Linked DNA regions of Sus scrofa: region 1 is linked to region 2. Evidence: chromatin contacts called from public Hi-C data. All regions are on one chromosome and are shown on one strand. Each heading gives the region's core, a stretch centred on a gene start, on an enhancer-like site or on the middle of the called end of the contact. The rest is flanking DNA. Distances are from core to core; before and after follow the strand shown. Region 1 overlaps SUGT1 (protein SGT1 homolog). Region 2 holds the start of SUGT1 (protein SGT1 homolog).

What was found. A called contact is a pair of places that touch in the nucleus more often than the background predicts.
Region 1: a contact with region 2 is called in a Hi-C map of fibroblasts, with 2.1 times the contacts expected there. The contact joins the enhancer-like site here to the promoter of SUGT1 in region 2. A contact is called at or near these places in 5 of 47 Hi-C or Micro-C datasets (adipocytes, embryonic fibroblasts, epiblast stem cells and 1 more).

The regions. Positions count from the first base shown.
Region 1 is chr11:25,954,395-25,961,240 of Sscrofa11.1, forward strand. It overlaps SUGT1 (protein SGT1 homolog), which reads left to right. Exons shown (of 13, transcript XM_005668449.3): 13 at 1-6,271. It overlaps CNMD (leukocyte cell-derived chemotaxin 1), which reads right to left. Exons shown (of 7, transcript XM_021065645.1): 7 at 4,798-6,846. Among named protein-coding and RNA genes, the nearest start is that of CNMD, 37 kb to the right of the region's middle. Within about 2 kb of position 2,542, at least 5 of the 83 cell types and tissues checked have an H3K27ac peak or open chromatin away from gene starts, as enhancers often do. A contact at or near this core is called in embryonic fibroblasts, where this site is marked.
Region 2 is chr11:25,900,662-25,907,408 of Sscrofa11.1, forward strand. SUGT1 (protein SGT1 homolog) reads left to right here and starts at 4,781. Exons shown (of 13, transcript XM_005668449.3): 1 at 4,781-5,487; 2 at 5,585-5,642. The coding sequence starts at 5,450.

The sequences.
Region 1 (6,846 bases), core at 1,292-3,791, 51 kb after region 2:
TAGGCTGAGAGGTTTAAATCCTATAGAAAGCCTTTTTGTTCTCAATTCAGTCCTTCAAGATTGAGGATTGTGTCTGAGGAAATTATATCAGCTAGTTAAAAATTGTTAGTATAATTTTAAAAATTTACAGCGCGACCATAAGAGTTTGTAGGAAAGCTTTTATTTCATTTTTGGCCAGGCCCTTGGCATGCAGATGTTCCCAGGCCAGGCATGGAACCTGTGCCAGAGCAGCAGCCTGAGCCACAGCCATGACCACACTGGATCCGTAACCTGCTGAGCCACCAGGGAACTCCTGAAGTTTTTATTTTGAATGAGTAGTTATTTTAATTTACTTCGGCAGAGCCTCAATATGCAAGTATTGTCAGCAGTACTTTAAAAAGAATCATGAAGCGTAGTGGTGCCAGAAGATACAAACTATTATGTAGAATGTTAAGGGACTTCCCTTAAGAAGTTCTCTGATATTCCATTTTCATTTAAATCTCAAGACAGAATAAAACTATCAGGGTTTATAGAAAGTCATACTACTTATAAACCACAAGTTCTGTCCTATTATTTCCATCAGTGTAGAGAAGCCAATAGTTGTGTTTGCAAGACTTATTTCATTAGTCTGTTCTCCTCCCCTCACCCTTGAAACAGTCAGTGGGGAAACAAGAAGTATTGTGGACTCAAGTTCAGGGTTCTCCCCCAGCTACCACTTTTTGTCAGTCATTGTACTCTAGCCTTGACCTTTTCTGGGACCCATTTGACTACCAGCTGAACACTTAAGTTAGCTAGCTTAACTCCATGGTCAGGAAATATGCTAAGAGATTGAATGCATTTCCTTGGCACTGCTGCTTACCATTTTACTATTTATTAGTTGCAAAATGATCAATTTCTTTTATTTCGACTGTACCACAGAGGCAACTGTTTTATAATAGCAAAAAGGATACCAACAGATGAATCTGCAATCTTAAATTCCAAGTTTTGCTGTGTTAATAAATGGTGTTTTTTGAGAGGACAAGTGACTTAACCCTTCTGAACCTTTTTCTCATCTCTAACACTGGGTGATAATATTGCGTCAGGATTGTGAAGACAGTTAAATCCCATCTCAGAGTGTGTGACCAATAAATATAAAGTCCTTAATTTTTTTCCTCAGTGCTGTTGAGTAGTGGAATTCCTGAAAGGAAGGTACCAGTTCTGATTTTTAGCTGCTATTCAAGGGCAGTCATTATTCAGCCTCATTCAGGTTTTTGGGGGGGGTGTTTTTTTGGGGTGGTGGTGGTTTTTTTGTTTTTTAACCTCATCTGTCACTGCTGCACTGTGTACCTAGGCTCCAGGCGCACAAGAGTAGTCTATTTAAGGGTTTGCATGTTTTTTTCCATAAAGGGCAATGTAGTGAATATTTTAGGCTTTGTGCGTCACATAAAGACTCTATTGCATGTTGTTCTTGTCTTGGGTTTGCAGACCTCTGGTCTGTCTGAATATCCTATGTATATTTTTTCTTCCAACCCAACTAGAGAGTTTCAGTTTCCTACTGATGTGTCAAAACTGAGCTCCTCTGCCACCTCCAGGAAAGCTGTTTAATTTTGTGCTGCTACTCTGGCAGTGGCTGGCTTCATAGCAGTTGGGTTGGGTTATTTGCTTATGGTTGAGACACCCATTAGATCCCTTGATAAGAGTCAAACCAAAACCACAGTGTCTCATAGGCATGTTTGAGAGTTTGATCTGTTCTTTCTTTAGGGAGTCACTACAGCTGACTCATTTCTTGCATCATTTGAGCCTCTTTGGTGAGGGTTTTGGGGGCTGCCTTCCAACTTTCTATCTGCTGGAGCTGCTGTGTAGAGAATGAGCCCTCAGAATTTGGCAGGTGGTGTTAATGCTCCCCAGAAGACTCTCTGTATTTTCTTCTCTTCATTGTTTAGGTATCTCCCATTAGAATAGTCTTGTGAAATCCGCGGGAATTCACTGCCACCCCAGCTGGGGTCTTGGAGGTCCCTTACGGATGATGCATCAGAGCTGTACTGGTTTAAGGGTTAGTAGCTTGATAGCTGTTTTACCCTGTGTGTCCTATTTGATTATGTTACTGTTTTTGGATCTTGGCTGCAGAGCAGGGTGCTTTTTCACGTCGTATCAGAAGTGTTTGGTATCAGAAGTGTTAACCTTACACCAAACTACATAATTAGTTTTTAAAACTGTAGTTTGTTGCTTATATCATGCCCTTGAAATTGATTATTTATTCATCAATATAGATAACAGTGATTTTTCAATAGATTTTTAACCCCTGGTCAGGAGAGCTAAATCTAATTTGTTCTTCAGCTATCTTCATAACTAGAGGGAATAGCAGTTATATAACTTTAAAACCCGTGTAATACTCAAGTATTTTTTGTTTCGCTATTTTCAGATTCCTTTTTTTTGCCACAACTGTTTTAAAACTAAAATATGTGTGTTTCCTTAAAGAAGGGACTGAACTTTATTTTCTAATTCAGTTAGTCATCCTTTGGGAAGGAATTTTGAGCCCAAGAAACTCGTAGGGGAAAGGAGGCCAGAGTTTTATAAAGCCAGGAATGGGTCTGGGCATGTGAACAGGTCTGAAAACCAAGAGTTGAGTCAGGCAGTGTATAAGCATACCAGCATCCGGAGGTGGAAATTTGAACTGCTTACTAGTACATTTTTTTTTCTGGAAAACCTCCAAAGAAATTCTGAGATACTGAACCTCTTTGATCAGGGTTTTATACTTGATTTTTTTAACAATATTAATGTCCTTGAGATTTTTCTGTCAAAGCCATATGTGTTTTTCTTCGAATGGGTTTTCACTGTAGTATAGGTAATAGAATGATATATAGAACAATATAAATAAGTACAAAATACATAGTTTATGATATCATTCATCAACATTGAGTGCCAGGGATGTGCCAGACACTGTTCTGGGCTCTAGGGAGACACTGGTGAACAGATCCTTGCATTTGTGGAGCCTAACTTATGGGGGAAATAGCAGAGTACATGTGAAGTGATGTCAAGTGCTGAGAAAGAAAACTAAATGTGCAAAGAGGACAACAGGTGGTTGGAATTTGAGATCCGAGATCAATTGAGAATTCAGTGAGCAGGTGATGCTCGAATACAGACTTGAGGGCGGCGGAGGGAGCTGTGAAGATGCTTGAGAAGGAGCACTGCCGGCGGAAGGAACAGCAGATGTAGAGTCCTGCTGTGTTTGAGGGATGCTGGGGAAGCTACGGGGCTGGGGCAGAGTGAGTGAGGGGAGGTAACGGGGCCTAGAACAGGTAGGGCCTTGCATATAACACAGGGGAGATGATGGTAGCCGGGCCAGCGCTTTTCCCAGCTTCATACAAAACCTGTGATCCTCAGTGCTGTCGAAGTTTGGCCAGTTGTCATTCTTTTTAAAAATGCTTTTAATTTTTATCAGATGTACATAGAATCGGATCAGATTTACTTTATAAATCTAACAATGTTTGCAGTGGAATTTCCGTTCTGAACACCCGGTGGTATCGATGTGAATGAATTTGCGTGATGGCATATGACTTACTGGGTATATGAGAAGCCCTCACTTTCAGTATTTTTTTGAAATACTTTATTTCTGTTCTTTTTACATACTAAACTATAGGCAACATCACATTTTAGCGTAATCTTTGTTTAGCAGAACTATTTCCTATTCTATTTGTTTAGCAGAACTATTTCCTATAGCTATAGCAGACTAGATAATGAGAAAAACTGAGTCAATTAGAATGACTGGTTGTGCACAGGGATTTAAGAATAAGTGTGGGACTGGATTTCGTGTTTAATAGAACTGTCTAAATCAGGTCAGCAGGCATGTTTTTATGGGCCATCTGCCAAGACTAGAAGCATCTTTGGCACCTATTACTCCCCTAGACATGTATTTGCATGAGACATGAAACAAAGTCAGTATTTTAGAGCTGGAATAAATCTTAAGTACTGTCTAGTCTAAGCTTTTGGTTTTACGAATGCATTTTTTCGAGAGCATTCTCACATGCTTTTTTCCTTCATAAGAGTTCTTTAACGTAACTCACACGGATAGTTGGTGAGAGAACTTTTGTACTCATCTCCTAACAGTTGCCCCAAATACCAGGCAACTATAAAAATTAGAGCATTGGGAAGATATTTTCTATGATAATGTATAATACAGTGGTTCTCAAACTTGAGGGTGAAGCCCTCACCTGGGAAGCTTGTTTTTCAGAATGTAGGTTTTCTCCACCTCCCTCCGGAGTTTCTGAATTAGTCGGTTTGGGATCGGGCCCAGTAAATCTGTGATTTTGATGTATGTGACCTGGGGCGTTGCTCTTAAAACACCCTGATCTTAAGGCGTAAAGGAGACAGAATTTAAGTGAGGTTACTAGCACTAATCATCTCAGACGTCTTATTTCCACAATTTTTAAGAAAGTAAAAAGCTACTTGGGGTCTTGTTCTTTTGAGAAGTTTCCCTCTTCCATGGCCGTAGAGGCAGAGGAGAGATGCTCAGTGATTATTTTTGTTCCTCTGTCGGCAGGCCCTTAGGGTCATTGCCATACCCCGATCGAATCCGCACAACGGCATGGTCCTGCCCATGATGAAAGACAGCCTCTCTCAGTCAAAATGAAGCAAATTGAAAATCTCGGAACAAGATGCTAGTTGATCACTGCTGAGAGATTACTGAAATTGAGCAGAGAACCCTAGAATACTCTGTTCATGGAGTATGGATGCAGTAGCCTGGTGCTGACTTATGATGAGGCACCCTTCCTTCTCAAGCAACTGGAATGTTGTCGGGTGTTGCCTGATTACACATAGGCACTGACTGAATATTACAAATTATGGTGCTGGTGGATTAGGTCGAGAGAATGTGTGTGAGGAAGATGTTTATGGAGGGGAAATCTTTCCCACTTCATAATTGTGTAGTTCCCTAGTAACTAATAGGCAGGAACATGGCTTTAATTAGAAGGAAACCACTTGGCCGTCAAAAGCATTATGTCCTGCTAAGAGGAAGTTGATGCCTGCTAAGTTTATTCCAGGTCTTTGACTATGTCAGTATAAAGTAAGCTCACTATAAAAAAAAATGGCTAAAAGTCTAGATTAAAGGAGTGTAGGCAGTTGAAAGGAAAATTTTTAGTAATTAAATAATTCACACCTTGGAGGGCTGAAGGACGGGAGGCTGCAGAAATCATGTTGAGTTTTTTTTAAAGTTACTTTAAGTAAATTTGTAAATATAGTGCTAGTTTCAAGAAAAAGTACATAGAGGTTATTTCTTCTAAGCTATCTCATTTGTTGCTATTAAAATTTTTGTAGCCATATTACAGATGAGAAAAAGCAGGTTGATTCGATTATAGGAATTCGATATGAAGCGAATTTTTGTAAAGCAGCAGACACAAATAGAAGAGGAATATGACAATAAACTCACAGAGGAACTTAGTGGTATATACCTCTTAAAACAAATAGTTCTTAATAATTTGGTGTTTTAACTTAGGGACTTATATTTATAGCTTGTGAGTATGCTGTTTACACCTATCACTGATTTTTTATCACTCCATGGTGATAACTTATAAATGTAATAACACTGACTCCTGTATATGTGATTTTAAAACTATTTAAGACTTGGTAAAGGTTCAGTAAACCAAACACCTTAGAAAATAGCACCAGCTGTTTGCTAGGTTAGGTCATACATGTGTAAATGTGTGTGTGTATATGTGTGTGTGTGTATACATACATACATACACATGTATATACACTTACCTTTACACAGTAAGAACCTAAAAATTGTATGTAAATTGATTGCTTTTGAATATAAGCAGTTTAAATAAAGCCTGTGGTGAGTCCTTTTATTGTTGTCAGTCAGTCAACACTAACTGTTTTGTAAATTTGATTCTAATATATTGGGCTTTTTCAAGGTGAAACCTGTATATGCATATGAAATATGAGCATGCATATATGTACAAAAGCCCTTTTTAAAGAAGTTCAGCTTTCTTTCATAGATACCAAAACTCACTCTGCCTGTAAAATGTTTTCGCTCAAGTTTGCATTGACTCCCAGATTTACACCTTTCTGTTCACATGCGCTACTAGGAATATCTATGCATGTTGATTCTTGTCAGTGCGCTCTCTTTCCCCCTCAATAAATTAGTTCACTTTAAAAATTGTGACCATTTCTATACAATGAATGTTCATAAAACAAGCTAGCATATTCAGCTTATACAGAAATAAAAATTAAATACCCCACTTAAGACAAGGAATTTCTATTTTGTAAACATGTAGCTTGTATTTCGGAGTATAATAAAATCTGGTGTAAGAACAACTGTCCAGTGGGTTAAGTGATTATTCTGAATGTGTTTAGTGTCTTTTTTTAGTGGCAACGATTATTTGAGCTGGCGGTGGGAAAGGAGGTATAAGGATGAGGTTAAAACAAGTTTTTCAAATTGGAATGGAAGTTTGTTGGCATATTTCAATGAGGTATGTTTATATAACTTAGAACATAACAGATACTGACTGAAACCCAGCAAGAACAATTCACTTTCTCCGCATGTTGCCACAACAGTGACTATCACATCTCAGACGACTGAGGCAAACTAGGACCGTAGGACCTTGAAAGTGAACCTCTCATGTCCATAAGGTTTGGCTGTACCAGCACCGAGAATTAAAGGACAAGCCACGTTCAGCACAGCGGACTGGGCAGCACTTAAACTGGCAGCACTTGCAGCTTTTGGACTGGCCTGGTTAAAGGTCACCTAGGGATTAGGACCGGTTCGAGAGAGGTTTGGATCATGCGGTGTCCTCTCTTCCATTGCCAAATGTTCCTCCTTTGTGCACTTGGTTTTTTTTTCTTTCAAAGTAGACCTGTAGTTTTCTTCCTTGAACACAATTTGAGTCT
Region 2 (6,747 bases), core at 3,531-6,030:
AAATATTTTTAAAATTTCAAATTCTAATTGTTCATTGCTGATTTTGTCTTTCTCCCTATTTTACTGAAACAAAGTGCACAGATCTTAAGTGTAGAACTTGAAACTATTTTACCTGTGAATACATTACTGTAATTATCACCCGAATTAAGATATATTAATATTCCTCGCATCAAAAAGTTGTCCTCCGGGAGTTCCTGTCATGGCTCAGTGGCAATGAATCCGACTAGGAACCAAGAGGACCCCTGGCCTCGCTCAGTGGGTTAGGGATCTGGCGTAGCCGTGAGCTGTGGTGTAGGCCGGCAACTACAGCTCTGATTCGAAGCCTAGCCTGGGAAACTCTACATGCCGAAGCTGCAGCCCTAAAAAAAAATTGTCCTCATGGTCCTTCCCAGCCTTCCACTTTTTGCTACTGTGAATAGTGCTGCAATCGGTATTCTTGTATAGAAATGTTAGTATTCTTTTCTCTTGGCCAGAATTACTGGAAAATAGAGTCTATGTATGACTAGCTGGAGTAGATAGTGTCAAAGATTTCCAAAGTAGCTATTACCAGTTTATACACGCAACAGTAATATATGAAAGGTATATGTAATATTACAGTAATTCATTTCCTGTCTTTGCCAAGGCTTGGGAGTGGAATTCCTTTTAATTTTAGCCATTTTGGTGAGCGTGTTTAGTACTGGATTATGATTTGACTGTCCCTGATACAGCTACTGATCTAGAACTTCTTTTCATATGCATATTGGTCATTTAGAGAAAATGTGAAAACCAACCAATGTAATTAAAATGAACACATTAAAGAAAAAATATACATGGACATTTCAGTAAAAGCAGAAAACACATATGATATTGAATGCTTTTCTCCTAATGTTACAACCAAAGCGGGAAGTCCATAATCACTACTTCTGTTCAACACTATAGCACATGTACTAGCCAGTGACAACCAGCAAGAAAAATAAAAGGTATAAATAATGATTGCAGGAGTTCCCCTCGTGGCTCAGTGGTTAATGAATCCAACTAGGAACTGTGAGGTTTCGGGTTCGATCCCTGGCCTCGATCAGTGGGTTAAGGATCTGGCGTTGCAGTGAGCTGTGCTGTAGGTCGCAGACGCGGCTCAGATCCTGCGTTACTGTGGCTCTGGCATAGGCTGGAGGCTGCAGCTCCAATTAGACCCCTAACCCAGGAACCTCCATATGCCGCAGGAGTGGCCCTAGAAAAGGCAAAAAAAAAAAAAAAAAAGATTGCACAGAAAACATTAAACCATCTGTTCACAGATGAAAAGAGTACGGTCATAAAAATTCTAAAAGAATCTACATGAAGTACTACAAATGGGGACCTTACTAAGATGGTTGAATATAATGGCAATGTGTAAAAATCAGCAGTGTTTCTCTACACTAGCAGCTGAGAGAAACTAAAGACCACTTAAATAAACTGAGGGGTGTATCACATTCACAGATTGGAGTAATCAACATGAAGATATCAGAAAAAAAATAGAGGCAACCTAAATGTCAGTTGACAGATGAATGGATAAAGAAGATGTCTGTATCCACATATACATAAAAAATGGAGTATTACTCAGCCATAAAAGAGAATGAAATAATGCCATTTGCAGCAACATGGATGGACCTAGAGCTCACCATACTACATGCAGTAAGCCAGACAAAGACAAATGGCATATCACTTACATATGGAATCTAAAATATGACACAAATGAGCTTACAAAAACAGAGACTCACAGATATAGAAAACAAGTTTATGGGGAGTTCCCATTGTTGCTCAACAGAAATTAATCCGACCAGTATTCATGAGGTTTCGGGTTCAATCCCTGGCCTCATTTACTGGGTCAGGGATCAGGCTCTGCCGTGAGCTGTGGTGTAGGTCATAGATGGCAGCTCGGATCCAGTGTTGCTGTGGCTATGGTGTAGACCAGCAGCTGTAGCTCTGATTTGACCTCTAGCCTGGGAACCTCCATATGCCACAGGTGTGGCCCTAAAAAGAAAAAAAAAGAGAAGAAAACCAATTTATGGTTAACAAAGGGGAAGGGATGAGGGAGAGATAAATTAGGAGTTTGGGATGAGCAGATGCAATTACTATAGATAAAAGAGCTAAACTGTATAGTGCAGTGAACTATATTCAGTATCTTACAATACACTATAGCGGAAAAGAATATGAAAAAGAATTTACATGTAAAACTGAAATCACTTTGCTATACACTAGAAACACATTGTAAATTAACTATAGTCAATTAAAAAAAAATGAGAGTTCCCTTTGTGGCTCAGCAGTTAAAAAACCTGACTAGGATCCATGAAGATGCTGGTTTGATCCCTGGCCTCTCTCAGTGGGTAAAGGATCCAGCATTGGCCATGAGCTGTGGCGTAGGTCACAGACCTCGGATCCAATTTGCTGTGGCTGTGGTGTAGGCCAGCAGCTATAGCTCCAATTCAACCCCTGGCCTGGGAACTTTCATATGCTGCAGCCCTTAAAAAATAAATAAATAAATAAATAAATAAGAGAGACTGTTTTCCCTTAAAAAATAAATAAATAAATAAATAAGAGAGACTGTTTTCCCCAAAATGGCTGATCTTGATCTATAGATTCAATGCAAGCCCAATTAAAATCCCAGCAGGGTTGTTGTTGGGGTTTTTTGGAAAATTTGACGGGGTCATTGTAAAACATAAATAAATGGAAATGTGTTGTAAAACGTATAAAATAATGTAAATACAAAAGACTTTGACTAGCCAAGGCAATTTTGAAGGAAAAGTTACAGGGCTCCAAGACTATAGGAGTTCCTGGTGTGGCTTAGTGGGTTAAGAACCTGACATAGTATTCAAAAGGATGCAGGTTTGATCCCTGACCTCGCTCAGTGGGTTAAGGATTCAGCGTTGCCTTAAGTTGCTGCACAGGTGCAGCTCAGATCTGGTGTTGGTGTTGCCATTTCCATGGCGTTAAGCTGCAGCTCTTTTTTGAACTCTAGCCTGGGAACTTTCATATGCTACAGGTGCGGCCAAAAAAGCAAAAAAAAAAAAAAAAAGGCTCATAAAGTTAATCAATTAATGGTGTGGTACCAGTTTAGACCAAGGGAATGAGAACCTGGAAACAGACCCACATATGTGTGATCAACTACTTTATAACAAAAGTGCCATAATTATTTAGTGGGGGGAATGGCAAATAAATCTTTTCAGTATGTAGGGCTGGGATATCCATTTAGGGGGAAAAGGAACCTTAATCCCAACCTCATACATTTTATAAAAATTAATAGACCTGGACATGAAAAGTATGATAGTAAAGCATCTAGAAGAAAACACAGGTGACTCTGTTCATGGCTTTTGAGTAGGCAAAGCCTTATACTAGATGCAAAAAGAACTGATCACAAAAGGAAAGCTCAAGAGTTCTGGTGGTGGCTCAGCGGTAAGGATCCTGACTAGTATTAATGAGGATGCGAGTTTGATCCCTGGCCTCACTCAGTGGGTTAAGGATCCAGCATCTCGTGAACTGTGGTGTAGGTCGCAGATGCAGCTCAGATCTGGCATTGCTGCGGCTGTGGCATAGGCCGGCAGCTGCAGCTCTGATAACCCCTAGCCTGGAAATTTCCATATACCCTAAAAAGAAGCAAAACAAAAGGAAAGATCAGCAAACCCAGTTTTTTCTTAGTTATTTCTGCAATTCTTACCATCCCCTCCATCCCTATTGTTACAGACCTATTTATAAGAGTCACTTTGGCTTGTAATACAGCAGTTGTCTTCCAACTGTTCTTTTTTCTTTCTTTCCTTTTTTTTTTTCTTTTTAGGACTGCACCCTTGGCATATGGAAGTTCCCAGGCCAGGGGTCAAATCAATCGGAGCTATAGCAGCCAGCCTACACCACAGCTCACCGCAAAGCTGTTTCCTTATCTGAGTGAGGCCAGGGGCTGAATCAGTATCTTCATGGATCCTAGTTGGATCCGTTTCTGCTGCACCACAACAGGAACTCCCCAATGACTGTTCTTTTCCTTTATTCTTTGATAGCACAGATAATAAACATTTAAAATGTAAATTTCACTAGTACAGCCTTCTTTTGAGTAAAAATCTTATAATGGGTTAGGATCCTTCAGAGAAGCTCATCCCAACTTCTCAACGGACCACAACTAGTCCTTTATGACCTGGCACATAACCTACCTCCCTGCCCTCTCTGCTTCTAGCCTGAATTTTGGCTCTATCAATTTTAGAGTTCACATTATCACTTGCTAGCATTCATCCTATTCCGTCTGAATTGCTTTTTTCATTTCCTTCACTGATTCGTCTTTCCAAACTGAAGCTCGAGTACAAAGTGTTTGAGGATTCCATCCCTAGACCTTATGGGCGGCTAAAAGCCCCTTGTTACCACATCACTGACTACTGTCTTTCTTTCCTTTTAGCACTTAGAACTAAATTGACTTAAGTTTCTGGGGGGCATTACCACCACTGAATCCCAGGACTTAGTTTAGATTTTGGATGTAGTAGACACTCAACTTCAGTTATTCCTTCATCTCTACTGAGGAACCAACCATTCACTCCCACTCCCTCTTGCTCCCGGACTCCGGTCCGTGGAACCTGCTGGAAGTTTCGTCTATCTAAACTGCATGGGTCAAAAGTGGGAGGGGGCCTGTCCGACTAGGTGTAAAGTAACACCAAGACAACTTGAGGGTCCATTTCTCCTTTCAATGCCTTCGGATGGAGTACGTTTTTCTTCTTAGTCTGGGAAGCCAACGAGGAAGACAACCTTAGGTCTGCGGAGTCCTGGGGCCCATGGAACAGTCCACCCGCCCCGGAACCAAAAGGCTTCCTCTGCTCTACCCTCCGCAGAGGCAGAACGACTTCCGGAAAGTCCGCGGCCTTCAGGGTTCCCAGCGCCAAGATGCCGGCACCCACCAATGCGCCGCGCCATCCGGAACTCGCTCCCGGAAAAGAACACGTAGCGCGGGATGACGTCACGGGTCACAAAGGGCTCGGTTGCTTCCAAGAGCCATGATGAGCGCTGTAGGGAAAAACGGAGCTCGATGTGCTTTGTGTTATTAACAGACATATAAACTCCCCCAAAGTCCACACGTTCCCGAAGGAGAACAGTATGGTACAAAACTCCTTTCAAGCTAGCGCTCCGGAGGCTCCACGGGACTGTGGGCGCGCAGCGGGACGGAGGGCTAGCGTGAACCACCGCGGCCTCCGTAACCGAGGCTGCAGGGGGCGGAGCCTGCGGGGCTGGTCTCCGGCCAGGGGGCGGGCCGGGAGAGTCGGTCCTCCACGGTCCCAGCCCACCCCGCGCCCGCGCTTCGCCTCCCCTCCCCCCCCCCCCCCCCGCGGCACGCTGCGTGGCTGCTCGTTGGCTCCTTAGGACGGAAGCTCGGTTGGTGTTTCTCCAGAAGTTTCCCCCTTGGGCGGCGGCGGACTGGTAACCTCGGTAGGAGCGGCTCCAGCAGCGGTAACAGTGACCAGTAGGGATGGCGGCGGCTGCAGCGGGACCTGCAACGGCCCAAAGGTGCGTGTTTTACCTTTTCTTTGCTATTTATTAGTACCCAGCATCCTCTGTTTTCCTTGGTTAGTGCGCCCTGCTGAAGTCGTTGTTTTCCTGGCAGGTTTTTCCGGAGCTTCTCAGATGCTCTGATCGAAGAGGACCCCCAGGCGGCGTTAGAGGTGAGCGAGCTGGTCCAGCTTCCTTCACTTTGCTGTGGGCAACGGGGGGGCCGCGTTGGGTTCTGGCCCACCCCGCCTCTTCGCAGCACTGTTTTCCCGGGGCCGGGGCTGCTGCTTGTCTTGTGTCTCAGTCTTGATATTGAAAACCCCCGCCTCTTTTCTCTGTCCATCAGCGGCCCAGTCACTCCAGATCCCAGTTCTTGCTACCTCCCTCTCCTAGACGGTTCCTGCATCCTCGGAGCGTCTCAGTAAAACCTGCCTTCTTTCTTGGGAATGTGGTTGACTTTCATAGTTGGCCTGAAAGGGCCTGGTTTTTTTTGTTTGTTTTTAATGGCATTAGGGACAAAAAGGAAATTTTAGGCTTGATATTTGTTAACTCGGCTTTTCGCTTGACTAAGTCATCCTTGCCATTTTAATGTACCAGGCTCTGTGCTAAGTGCCTGTATGAACTCGCTACTGGAACAAAAACCTTTCCTGTGTGTGCCTGAAAATTTCCAGATGTCCTGTCACTGTTCATTATTCACTCATTTGCTTCTTCCTCAAAACAATTTCTTGGGGTTTTTGTTGTGTGCAAGGAACTGATTGCTGTGGGTTAAAGTCTTAGTTCGATGTTTAACTGACTTGGTGGGCATTCTGTGTGCAATGAAAGGCTATAAAGGTGTAAAGGAAAGCAAAAAACAAGAGTGAAGTCATGATTGAAACTAATAAAGGGAGCCCACATTAAGAATACGTGATGCAGTGGGTCCCAAAGTTTAGCCAGGTGTCTCTTGCTTGGAAGCTCAAGAGGGAACCTTGGTTCGCAGTTGTGATCCACCACATGGAAGGTGAGCAGTTTGAGGCAGGAAAACCTTTTCCTCACCGTGACTTCTAAAAGAAATCTGCCACATGGTTGGTTGAGGAGGTGACATCTGAGCTGAGGCCTGAGGGAGTGAGCTTGGAAGCTCTGGAGAAAGATGATTTCAGGCAGGAAGAGGAGCCGGTTTCAAGATCCTGAGGTAGGCGTGAAGTTGGCCTGCACAAGGAGCAGCAGGAAGGCCATTTAGTTGGAGGGGGATGAAAGAGAAGTAAGAGATGAGGTGGGGAGGAAATGAAGGCCTAGGTCCTG